Regions from separate parts of the Pan troglodytes genome. Here region 1 is linked to region 2. Evidence: chromatin contacts called from public HiChIP or PLAC-seq data. All regions are on one chromosome and are shown on one strand. The core of a region is the stretch at or near the end of the contact, and the rest is flanking DNA. Distances in the headings are between cores, read along the strand shown.

What was found. HiChIP or PLAC-seq counts read pairs in DNA pulled down with a chosen protein or histone mark.
Region 1: an H3K4me3 HiChIP or PLAC-seq map of stem cell-derived excitatory neurons shows a contact between it and region 2, with 5 times the contacts expected there. The contact joins the promoter of LOC747332 here to the promoter of FANCG in region 2. A contact is called at or near these places in 1 of 7 Hi-C or Micro-C datasets (stem cell-derived neural progenitor cells) and 1 of 1 datasets of contacts at active chromatin or transcription factors (stem cell-derived excitatory neurons).

What each region holds. Positions count from the first base shown.
Region 1 is chr11:81,330,834-81,336,563 of NHGRI_mPanTro3-v2.0_pri, forward strand. LOC747332 reads left to right here and starts at 1,282. Exons shown (of 4, transcript XM_024345621.3): 1 at 1,282-1,391; 2 at 1,689-1,756; 3 at 2,001-2,060; 4 at 2,184-2,346. The coding sequence starts at 1,710. The coding sequence ends at 2,340. CCL27 (C-C motif chemokine ligand 27) reads left to right here and starts at 4,477. Exons shown (of 3, transcript XM_063788650.1): 1 at 4,477-4,808; 2 at 4,956-5,088; 3 at 5,293-5,469. The coding sequence starts at 4,568. The coding sequence ends at 5,428. IL11RA (interleukin 11 receptor subunit alpha) reads right to left here. Exons shown (of 13, transcript NM_001251858.1): 13 at 5,464-5,730.
Region 2 is chr11:80,901,922-80,908,019 of NHGRI_mPanTro3-v2.0_pri, forward strand. FANCG (FA complementation group G) reads left to right here and starts at 4,553. Exons shown (of 15, transcript XM_009456544.5): 1 at 4,553-4,868; 2 at 5,064-5,158; 3 at 5,358-5,448; 4 at 5,867-5,998. The coding sequence starts at 5,075. LOC101057501 reads right to left here. Exons shown (of 4, transcript NM_001280468.1): 4 at 5,653-5,988.

The DNA of each region.
Region 1 (5,730 bases), core at 32-2,531, 430 kb after region 2:
TATGTGGCTCAGACAAGGGAAGACAAGAATGAGAGGGAGAAAGAGGGTGGGATGGGGGAGAGAAGAGGGGTATCCATTCCTCACATTTCAACCAGAGGAAACTTTCACCCCACTTATTTCTGGTCACTCCCTCCTATACAGTCAGCCCAGCCCCAAGACTGTCTTTCCCCTTACTCAAACCGACTACAGCTCAGTACTGGGCCTTGACTGGGATGTCAGAGGTCTGGGGCAGCTATTTCCAACCTCCTACACTGGGTTGATTGCCCTTTCTTGACACCTTCTACTTCTTCCAGCCAGCCTGCTCCATTTATAGTAAGAATCTCACTATTCTCTTTTGATCCTCCCAGCTCTACCCCTACCTCTCAGAGGGCAGACAAGGTGCCTGTCTTGTTTGTTGGTTGTTTTGTTTTGTTTTGTTTGAGACGGAGTCTCACTCTGTCGCCCAGGCTGGAGTGCAGTGGTGCGATCTCAGCTCACAGCAACCTCCGCCTCCCAGTTTCAAGCAATTCTCTGCCTCAGCCTCCCGAGTAGCTGGGATTACAGGCGCCTGCCACCACGCCCGGCTAACTTTTGTATTTTTAGTAGAGACGGGGTTTCACCATCTTGGCCAGGCTGGTCTTGAACTCCTGAACTCGTGATCCACCCACCTCGGCCTCCCAAAGTGCTGGGATTAAAGGCGTGAGCCACCGTGCCCGGCCACCTGTCTTCTTTACTACTACATCCCCATGCCCAGCACAGAGCCTGACACACAGGTGGTCATTCAGCAAATATTTGTTGATTGAATGAATGTAGCAAAAAAAAAAAAAAAAAAAAAAATCACAGGAAGATAGGTCTCAGACCAGAGAGGAAGGGCAATGACCCTCCGGCCATTCAGTGACTTAGCCGAGGCCACTCAACCAGGTATTTCCGTAGCCTGGCCTTTTCTAGACTGGACTCTATCTGAGGACCTATTCCTCCTCGGCCCAGGGTCATACAAGGGGAGGAAGGCAGGCAAGAGAGGCACTTGGCAGGGCAGAAGCCCAGGGAGGGGTAGAGGAGACGTGGGGATTAAGAAAACAGTACTGGACTTAGTCCCAACTCTCTTTTCTTGCTGCCTGCTGCGGAAGCCTCGGCCCCCCAAGGTGTAGCTCCAAAACCTGACTTAACACCTATAAAAGAGGGTCCTTTGCCCGCATCTTAATCAACCGACTCCGCCCCTGGCCTCACCCCGTAAGATGACGTTTCGACTCCGCCTCCTCTGGGAGACATGAACACCCCACCCCTTCCGGGGGACAGGCAAACCTAGTGCGCAACGGCATCCCTGTGACGTAATAGTAACGGTCCGTTTCCGGGGTGGAGCCAGGGAGGGCGGGAGTTTAGGCTGCGCTGACCCCTCTCAGCCCCCCCTCCAGGTGACCCCAGCCCCTGAAAATCCTCACCCAGGGCCCCAAATCTCCCAGCCCCATGACCGCCAAACCTCTCGTCCTGGCCCCCTAAATGCCCCAGGCCCCGGAGATGACCGGCCTCCTCACCCCTTAACTTCCAGTGCCTCCCAAATCTCCAAGCCCACCCTGTCCCGTGGTGGCAACTGAGGCTTCCCGGGGGCATCAGCCTCAGATTACCTGAGAACTGGGCAGCCTCGTCCTGAGAATGACGGAGAAGGGGACCTGGGGCTAGGGAATCCCTGATTCAATCATGCCGCTCCCCAGGAGACGTTCGGAGCCCAGGACATGTCGGGAATGAGGAGATACGAGGTGGCGCTGGAGGCGGAGGAGGAGTGAGTGGAGGCGGGTTCTGCGGAGGAGGAACCAGGCGGCTCCGGGGTGGGGGAGGGTGGAGTTCTGCGGGGGCGAGGGGTGGGCAGGGCGAGCCTCCCAGGGGCGTGGGCGCGAAGGGAGCCGCTTTTAGAGGCGGGGCGGAGCCTTCCTCGAGGGCGAGGCACCGCGGGGCGGAGTCTGTAGGGTCAGCTCCTCCCCGCCCCGCCCCGCCCCGCCCCGCCCGGCTCTGCCCTCTCTCTGCAGGATCTACTGGGGCTGTTTCTACTTTTTCCCCTGGCTTCGCATGTGGCGGAGGGAGCGGAGGTGAGGGGGCTGCGATACCGCGGACCCGCCCCGGGCATGGACGGGACTCAGTCTCTGAGGACCCATCGGGGGGAATCCGGTAGCTCCCGCCCCGCCTCATGCCAGTGTCGGGTCGCCCCACAGCTCGGCGCACCCCGGGGAGCAGAAGCTGGAGCCTCTGCGAGGCCTGATGAGCTGTCTGTCCAGCGGCCTGGGTCCTACTCCCCAGCGCTCGGGTCGTGGCTTCCCCCGCCGCAGCCCCACCGCCGCTGCCCAGCCAGCCAGTGCATTAAAGATTTAAACCGAAGCCCACCGTACTGACCTCCTGACTCTGCCGCCGCTGTCGCCATTCGAGCCGGGCGCCCCTCCCCACATGGGCTCTGTTCCGTACTGACAGGGCGTCCCTCCCTGGAAGGGTGCCCTTCCACGTCAAAGCCCCTCATCAGTGTCAGGCCTCCTGTTACTATCAATGGCTGTCTCCCCCAATCCCAACCCCCAAAAACCCATACTGTGAGTCGCCTATATGAAGAGAACTAAATAATCCTGCCTGTTACTCCCTTCCTCGGAGCGAGGACTTTGCCAGCTGTCTGAAGAATCTTCTCTGCTGGGAGTATATCTAAAACATTTTAAGCAGAGGTGTAGGATGCAGGCTGTAAATGATAAGAGGGGGAGATTCCTAGAAGCTGCCTGCCACAGAGGAGCGACTTGGGTGGGCGACCTTTCCTACAGTTCATACCCCAACTTTTGGCTCCTCCAGTCTGATCCCAAGTTTAGAGATCCTTGGCATCAGCCTACTTAGAAGTTCTTGCTCCCTCCCTAGGAGAGTCCAAGGGCCACTGCTCTCTGCCGCCCCCTTCTGTCACCCAATCAGCCTGGGACCCACTAACTCCTCAAGTGGTGAGAATCAGGGACTGCTATGTGGGCCTGCCTTCAGTTAGGGACTGGACCCAGCACCAGAAAGGGCACCACAAGATTAAGTTAAAGAAAGAGACGGCCCAGTTTCTGGCTGGGGCCAAAGCTACAGCAGATTGTGGCTGGGGAGAAGACTTGGTCTTAAAGGGGAGAGATGGGCGCACACCCAAAAGCATTTGTTTTCTGCCTTCCGAAGACCTCTGGACCGACAAGTCCCGGGAAGACCAGAAAGTATGTAGCGCACAGCCAAGTGATGAAGAAGGTCTATGACAAGCCCGAGGAACCTGGGAGATTTCCTTGGGATTTCCTCAGTGGCTACACCCAACAAGCCTTGGGACACAAGAGAAAGGCCTAAGCCCTATCCCAAGAGAAAGCCTACTCCATAGAGAGTGGCTGACCCTACAGCAGACGACTGCAACAAGATAAGGGCTGGATTACTGTGTTATGACTTGGTTTATGTTTCAAATATAGAGCAGGACTTGCAGATTGAGATCCCTGGACCAGGAGTGGGAAATTCTTAAAGGAGCCAGGGGCACTGAACTTGGCAGCATACCCCCACCCTAGGCAGCTCCCAGCTTCCTGGAAAGGACTGGATAAAGATGAATAGGAGCTTTGCATTGCGGGGAGGGGGTAAAGAACGGAGTGACAGCTGGGTATGGGATTAGGAGAGAAGCGGCTATAGCTGGAGGGTGGGATGCAGGGGGTATAGCAGTTGGACATGAGGGTGTGACTGAACCCGGGTAGGGAGAGGGGATGTTCCTCCAGGCCCAGGAAGGAGGCTGGAATTTGAGTAAAACAAAGATGTAATTGAGTGCTTGAGCCCAATGTCTTCAACAAGTCAGGGACTGGATCTGGAGACCCTAGGCCCCTGCTGGCAAGAGGTTGGCATTCCTGGAACAGGACTAGACAAAAACAGGAAGGTAAGATTCACTGGGCCTTTTACCTGTTTTGACAACAGTAACCTAGCACCAAAGAGCTTTTATCTTCCCTCCTTATCTACCCCACCTTTCCTCCCTGTCTCATCATCCTGGGGAAAGCTGCCCCACCTCAGCATCTCCAAAACACCCTTAATATTACCATAAAGGGCCTTCCCCCAGCTTCTCTGAATGGGGCTGGCCTCAGCCAAGAACACTCCTCAGCCAGAAGGGCCTGCTCTAGGGACCCATTCCCATCCGTTTCTTCTGATAAGAGGCAGGCCAAGCCAGGAAGTGGGGAGGAGAAGGTGAAGGCAAGTTGGTGCTGGCCTGCCCTCTGCTCCCACCCCACCCACAACTCCCCTATCAGAATCTGTGTGTGCTAGTGTGAATTTGCTTGTGATTGGATGACTGTGAAAACACAACTGGGTGGGAGAGGGACTTTGAGTATAACCGGGGCTATATAATTTTGTCTATGGTTGTCTGATCATGAGTATGACTTTGTGAGGTTGACCAAGTGATTGAGGAGTGACTTTGAATGTGTGGCTATGCGTATTTGAGTGTGAATGTCTATCATTAGATGCTGCTGTGGATGCTTGACTGCCCTTACTCACTGTTTCATCAGTCCCTACATCACACACTAATCCTTCCCCCAGCTTCACTGCCCAGAGCTTAGGAGCACATGGGAAATGGCTATCCTAGATGAGGAAGGAGTCTGTGGCAACAGGCCGAGAATTAGGGCCCAGGAGTGTCACAGGTTACACAGTACATCTCCAACTGCCTCTGACTCACCTAGTGCCCCAGGTAAAAGGCACCCAGATAAAAGGTAGGGGAGGAGGAGAGAGAGAGAAGGAAGAGTCTAGGCTGAGCAACATGAAGGGGCCCCCAACCTTCTGCAGCCTCCTGCTGCTGTCATTGCTCCTGAGCCCAGACCCTACAGCAGGTGAGTACTTGGGGGTATAGAAAGCTGGGGGTCTGGGTGAATGGGATGAAGTTGAAAAGACCCAGGAAATCCAACCTAACCTCCAGCTGTCTGGCAGAGAGGTTCTTGGTCAGGATCCCTCTGAACACATGGCCCTGTTGCCCCTAGCATTCCTACTGCCACCCAGCACTGCCTGCTGTACTCAGCTCTACCGAAAGCCACTCTCAGACAAGCTACTGAGGAAGGTCATCCAGGTGGAACTGCAGGAGGCTGACGGGGACTGTCACCTCCAGGCTTTCGTGTGAGCTCCCACCCCTGATACCCCTGACTCTGACCTAAGTCCCAACCCCTAATGCTGATCCCAACCCCAGCCCTAACTGCTAATTCCGTTGCCAACTCAGGTTTTCATCTGGTCCTTGCTCCTAACCCCTAATTAGGGTCATTGGGGATGACCCTAATCTCATCCCCAAGCTATGGTCATAGCTTTGGACCTTTCTCTACCCAGGCTTCACCTGGCTCAACGCAGCATCTGCATCCACCCCCAGAACCCCAGCCTGTCACAGTGGTTTGAGCACCAAGAGAGAAAGCTCCATGGGACTCTGCCTAAGCTGAATTTTGGGATGCTAAGGAAAATGGGCTGAAGCCCCCAATAGCCAAATAATAAAGCAGCATTGGATAATAATCTCTGAGTATAATCTCCAAGAACTTCCTTATTCTCTTTATTCACACCTACACAACCCCTGCAAGGGGAAAGGCCAAGAGCCAAGGACCCACACACACTCCCCAGGCACCTACATACATGCATGCAGAGAATACATGTTCCCTGCCTCACAGACACATGGTCACACATGGACACAGATGTACACATTACACACGTTCCTTGAGCAGAACTCCAACTCTGGGGTGAAATCAGAGGTACAAGCACCTTTCAGCTGCAAATTTG
Region 2 (6,098 bases), core at 3,303-5,802:
AACCTCTGCCTCCTGGGTTCAAGTGATTCTCCTGCCTCAGCCTCCCGAGTAGCTGGGGTGTGCATCACCACGCCCAGCTAATTTTTGTATTTTTAGTAGAGACGGGGTTTCACCATGTTGGACAGGATGGTCTCAATCTCTTGACCTTATGATCCGCCCGCCTTGGCCTCCCAAAGTGCTGGGATTACAGGCATGAGCCACCGCGCCTGGCCCACACAAAAATTCTTAATTTTGAGAAAGTCCAGTTCATCCTGTTTTTTTCTTTCATTGCTTATGTTTTTGGTGTCATATGAAATAAATTATTGCAAAATGCCACAACTTAATTTTAGAACATTTCTATCATCTCCCCAAAATTCCCTACATTGACTCCCTAATCCTACCCCAGGCCAATGATCTGTTTTCAGTCTTTTATTTATTTATTTATTTATTTATTTATTTATTTATTTATTTAGAGACGGAGTTTCACTCTGTTGCCCAGGCCGGAGTGCAGTGGCGTGATCTCTGCTCACTGCAGCCTCTGCCTCCTGGGTTCAAGTGGTTCTCCTGCCTCAGCCTCCCAAGTAGCTGGGACTATAGGCATGTGCCACCACGTCCGGCTAATTTTTTGTATTTTTAGTGGAGATGGGGTTTCACTATGTTAGCCAGGCTGGTCTCCTGCCCTCCAGTGATCCGCCCACCTCAGTCTCCCAAAGTGCTGGGATTACAGGCATGAGCCTGGCCTGTTTTCAATCTTTTTTTTTTTTGAGACAGTCTTGCTCTGTCGCCCAGGCTGGAGTGCAGTGGCGTGATCTCGGCTCACTGCAACCTCAGCCTCCTGGGTTCAAGGGATTCTACTGCCTCGGCCTCCCGAGTAGCTGGGATTACAGGTGTACACCACGACGCCTGGCTAATTTTTGTATTTTTAGTAGAGACGGGGTTTCGCCATGTTGGCCAGGATGGTCTCAATCTCTTGACCTCGTGATCCGCCCACCTTGGCCTCCCAAAGAGCTAGGATTACAGGCATGAGCCACTGTACCCAGCCTGTTTTCAGTCTTTATAAGTTTGTAATCCTAGCACTTTGGAAGGCCGAGGCCAGTGGATTGCCTGAGCTCAGGAGTTCGAGACCAGCCTGGGCAACATGGTGAAACCCCGTCTCTACTAAAATACAAAAAAGTTAGCTGGGCGTGGTGGTGTGCGCCTGTAATCCCAGTTACTTGGGAGGCTGAGGTAGGAGAATTGCTTGAACCCAGGAGGCAGAGGTTGCAGTGAGCCGAGATTGCGCCACTGCACTCCAGCCCGGGCAACAGAGCGAGACTCCGTCTCAAAAAAAAAAAAGTTTGTTGGTGCACTCTTTTGCCCCTTTTCATTGCTAAATCATTGGCTTTGACCAATTGATGGACATTTTGATTGTTTTCAGTTTTTAGCTATTATGAACATTTTTAGCTACTATGAGTATTTGCAACAAATCTCAGTGTGGACGTATGTTTTCATTTCTCTTGGGAGTATTCTTTGGAGTGGAATTGCTGAGTCTTATGGTAAATTTGTGATTGACTTTTTTTTCTTTTTTTTTTTTGAGATGGAGTCTTGCTCTGTCACCCAGGCTGGAGTGCAGTGGGGGGGTCTTGGCTCACTGCAAGCTCCACTTCCTGGGTTCACGCCATTCTCCTGCCTCAGCCTCCTGAGTAGCTGGGACTACAGGTGCCCACCACGCCTGGCTAATTTTTTGTATTTTTAGTAGAGACGGGGTTTCACTGTGTTAGCCAGGATGGTCTCGATCTCCTGACATCGTGATTCACCTGCCTTGGCCTCCCAAAGTGCTGGGATTACAGGAATAAGCCACTGCGCCCGGCCTATGATTAACTTTTTAAGAAATTGCCAAACTTTTCTGAAGTGAGTGTACTATTTTATATTCCCACCAGCAGTGTATGAGGGTTCCTCATACACATCCTCACCAACACTTGGTATAATCTGTTTTTATTGTAGTCATTTTATGTATGTATGTGTATAGTCTTTTTATTTTTATTTTTATTTATTTATTTTTGAGACAGAGTCTCACTCTGTCACCCAGGCTGGAGTGCAGTGGCATGGTCTCAGCTCACTGCAACCTCCGTTTCCCAGGTTCAAGTGATTCTCATGCCTCAGCCTCCTGAGTAGCTGGGATTACAGGTGTCTGCCACCATGCCCAGCTAATTTTTGTATTTTCAGTAGAGACAGGGTTTTGCCCTGTTGGCTTGGCTGGTCTCAAACTCCTGGCCTCAAGTGATCCACCTGCCTCAGCCTCCCAAAGTGCTGGGATTAAAGGTGTGAGCCACCACGCCCGGCTGTGTGTAGCGTTTTTTTGTTTATTTTTTGAGACGAAGTCTCACTGTGTCGCCCAGGCTAGAGTTCAGTGGCAGGATCTCGGCTCACTGCAACCTCCACCTTCCGGGTTCAAGCCATTCTCCCACCTCAGCTTCCCAAGTAGCTGGGATTACAGGCATGCACCACCACACCTGCCTAATTTTTGTATTTTTAGTAGAGACGAGGTTTCACCAAGTTGGCCATGCTGGTCTCGAACTCCTGACCTCAAGTGATCCATCCACCTCGGCCTCCCAAAGTGCTGGGATTACAGGCATAACATGGCCCAGCCCTGGCCATGTTTTTAACTGTGTTTCTCTAATAGCTAATAATGCTGAGCATCTTTTTATGTGTTTCTTAGCCATTAGTAGATCTTTTTTGGTAAAACGTCTTTTTTTTTTTTTTGGTCCATCTTAAAATTGTTTTTTGTTTTGTTTTGAGACAGGGTCTCACTTTGTTGCCCACGCTGGAGTGCAGTGGCACAATCATGGCTCACTGCAGCTTCGACATCCCTGAGCTCAGGTGATCCTCCCACCTCAGTTTCCCGAGTAGATGGGACTACAGGTGTGTGCCACCATGCCCAGCTAATTTTTGTATTTTTTTTTGTAGAGGTGGGGTTTTGCTATGTTGCCCAGGCAGGTCTTAAACTTCTGAGGCTCAAATGATCCTCCCACCTCAGCCTCCCAAAGTGCTGGGATAACAGGCGTGAACCACCACACCCAGCTAAAATTGTTTTTAAAAATCTTTTTCTTGAGTTTTGGGAGTTTTTATGTGTTAGGGATACCAGTCCCTTATGAGGTATATAATTAGCAAGTAGTTTCTCCCACTCTGTGACTGTGACCTTTCTTTTTTTGAGGCAGGGTCTCACTCTGTTACTCAGGCTGGAGTGCAGTGGTGTGATCATGGCTCACTGCAACCTGGAACTCCTAGGCTCAAGGGCTCCTCCCACTTCAGCCTCCCAAGTAGCTGGGTCTACAGGTGTGTTATTGTGCCAGGGTTAATGTTTTAAATTTTTTGTAGAGATAATGCCTCTACAAAAGACACCATCTTTGTTGCCTAGGCTGGTCTTGAACTCCTGGCTTCAGGGAATCCTCCAGCCTCAGCCTCCCAAAGTGCTGGGATTACAGCATGAGCCACATCCAGCCTATGTCTTTTCTTTTTTTTTTTTTTTTCTTTTCTTTCTTTTTTTTTTTTTTTTTTGAGCTGGAGTCTCGCTGTTGCGCAGGCTGGAGTGCAGTGGGGCGATCTCGGCTCACTGCAGGCTCCGCCCCGCGGGGTTCACGCCTTTCTCCTGCCTCAGCCTCCCGAGTAGCTGGGACTACAGGCGCCTGCCACATCGCCCGGCTAATTTTTTGTATTTTTAGTAGAGACGGGGTTTCACCGTGTTAGCCATGATGGTCTCGATCTCCTGACCTCGTGATCCGCCCGCCTCGGCCTTCCAAAGTGCTGGGATTGCAGGCGTGAGCCACCGCGCCCGGCCCCAGCCTATGACTTCTTAATGATGTCTTTGTAGTACAAGAGTTTTTAATTTTAATAAAGTTAACTTTTTTTTTTAATTGTTCAAGCTTTTAGTGCTGTGTCTAAGAACTTGTTGCCAAACCCAAGGTCATAAAGCTGTTCTCTTACGTTTTTCTTTTTTTTTTTTTTTTGAGACGGAGTCTCACTCTGTCACCTAGGCTGGAGTGCAATGGCACGATGTGGGCTCACTGCAACCTCCGCCACCCGGGTTCAAGCGATTCTTCCGCCTCAGCCTCCGGGGTGGCTGGGATTACAGGCGCACGACACCACGCCCTGCTAATTTTTGTGTTTTTGTAGAGAAGGTTTCACCATGTTAGTTAGGCTGCTTTACGTTTTCTTTTAGAAGTTTTATATTTTTGGCTCTTATATTTAGTTTGTGATCCATTGAGTTGATTTTATGTACGTATGTATGGTCGCGTTCTTTTCTTTCCTGTCTTTTTTTTTTTTGCATATGGATATTCAATTCTCCTAGCTCCATTTAATTTGAAATGATTGGGCAGGTACTTTTGAGCAGTGCAAGTACAGAGCGGCACTGCCAGCAGACTACACGCGGTAGAAAGCCGACCTTGGTGAGCGTGTTGGTGCTCGACAGTGAGCAGAGAAAGGATGGACGATTACGGAGCGCCCTCGTCTCCAGTCACCGCTTTCTGGAAACACCGTCCGCCGGGGCGGAGCTGTTCCGCACCAGAGCGGTACTACGACTCCCAGCATGCACCTCGCAGTCGGCCCTCGGTGGAAGCGGGAACCCAGGCGGACCTGGGGGTGTGGCAGCGAGGAAGGGCCGAGCCACGGGCTGTGGGGCCGAAACTCGCTCCCGCCCACCCTTTCTCGAGGCTGTGGCCTCCGCGAGAGCCGAGCGGGCCGTACCGCCGGCCGTGCGACTGCCCCAGTCAGACACGACCCCGGCTTCTAGCCCGCCTAAGCCTGTTTGGGGTTGCTGACTCGTTTCCTCCCCGAGTTTCCCGCGGGAACTAACTCTTCAAGAGGACCAACCGCAGCCCAGAGCTTCGCAGGCCCGGCCAACCAGAGGCGAGGTTGAGAGCCCGGCGGGCCGCGGGGAGAGAGCGTCCCATCTGTCCTGGAAAGCCTGGGCTGGTGGATTGGGACCCCGAGGGAAGCAGGGGAGCTCGGCGGGGTGCAGAAGTGCCCAGGCCCCTCCCCGCTGGGGTTGGGAGCTTGGGCGGGCCAGCTTCACCCTTCCTAAGTCCGCTTCTGGTCTCCGGGCCCAGCCTCGGCCACCATGTCCCGCCAGACCACCTCTGTGGGCTCCAGCTGCCTGGACCTGTGGAGGGAAAAGAATGACCGGCTCGTTCGACAGGCTAAGGTAACACGGTTGCTGGCACCCTCGGTTTGCAGCTCCAAGATCCCTGAAAGCGGGTTTGCAGTGGATTTACCCCAACCGATGGGGAGGGGCTGAGCTTGACCAAAGAGCCAGAAATGACTGGAGAATGCATCCCTTGCCACTGCTGCAAGGGGAGAAAAAAGGATTGATCCTCAGTGACAACCCCTCCCTCATGTGGCAGGTGGCTCAGAACTCCGGTCTGACTCTGAGGCGACAGCAGTTGGCTCAGGATGCACTGGAAGGGCTCAGAGGGCTCCTCCATAGTCTGCAAGGTAGGCGGGTCCTCCCCAGGATGGTCAGTTCCCCTCTTCCATAGCCAGAGACACATCCGCTCCTGCGTTTCTGGGATCGATATAATTACTCGGGGCAGGGAGTCCCGTTTAAGGCACAGAGGAGACTAGAGTGGAATCATCTTTGTACAGGCAAATAAATCGCTCTCTTCCTTACACACTCACAGAGTGGCATTTGAAAAATGGTTTCCAAGATGGTCTGATCTGGATAACTTTATTGCCCTTTCCAGACTCTCTGTCCAAAGGTTGGGTTCTTTTTTTTAATCCTTAGCTAATCGGCTGGAGGGTGGGTTCTTTATTGTAGCTGTTTTGGTTGGAGTGGGGTGATCTCTGAGTTGGGATTTTATTTGGAGGATCTTCCATGGGGGAGCAGTCTGTAAGACCAACATTGTTGCTCCAGGGCTCCCTGCAGCTGTTCCTGTTCTTCCCTTGGAGCTGACTGTCACCTGCAACTTCATTATCCTGAGGGCAAGCTTGGCCCAGGGTTTCACAGAGGATCAGGCCCAGGATATCCAGCGGAGCCTAGAGAGAGGTGAGGGCCAGAGATTGTCCCTGATTCCCCTGCCAGCTTCAGTCTGGGTTTAAGTTATTGCAGGGAGATGGGAGGATAAACAACATCTGTCACCTCCATG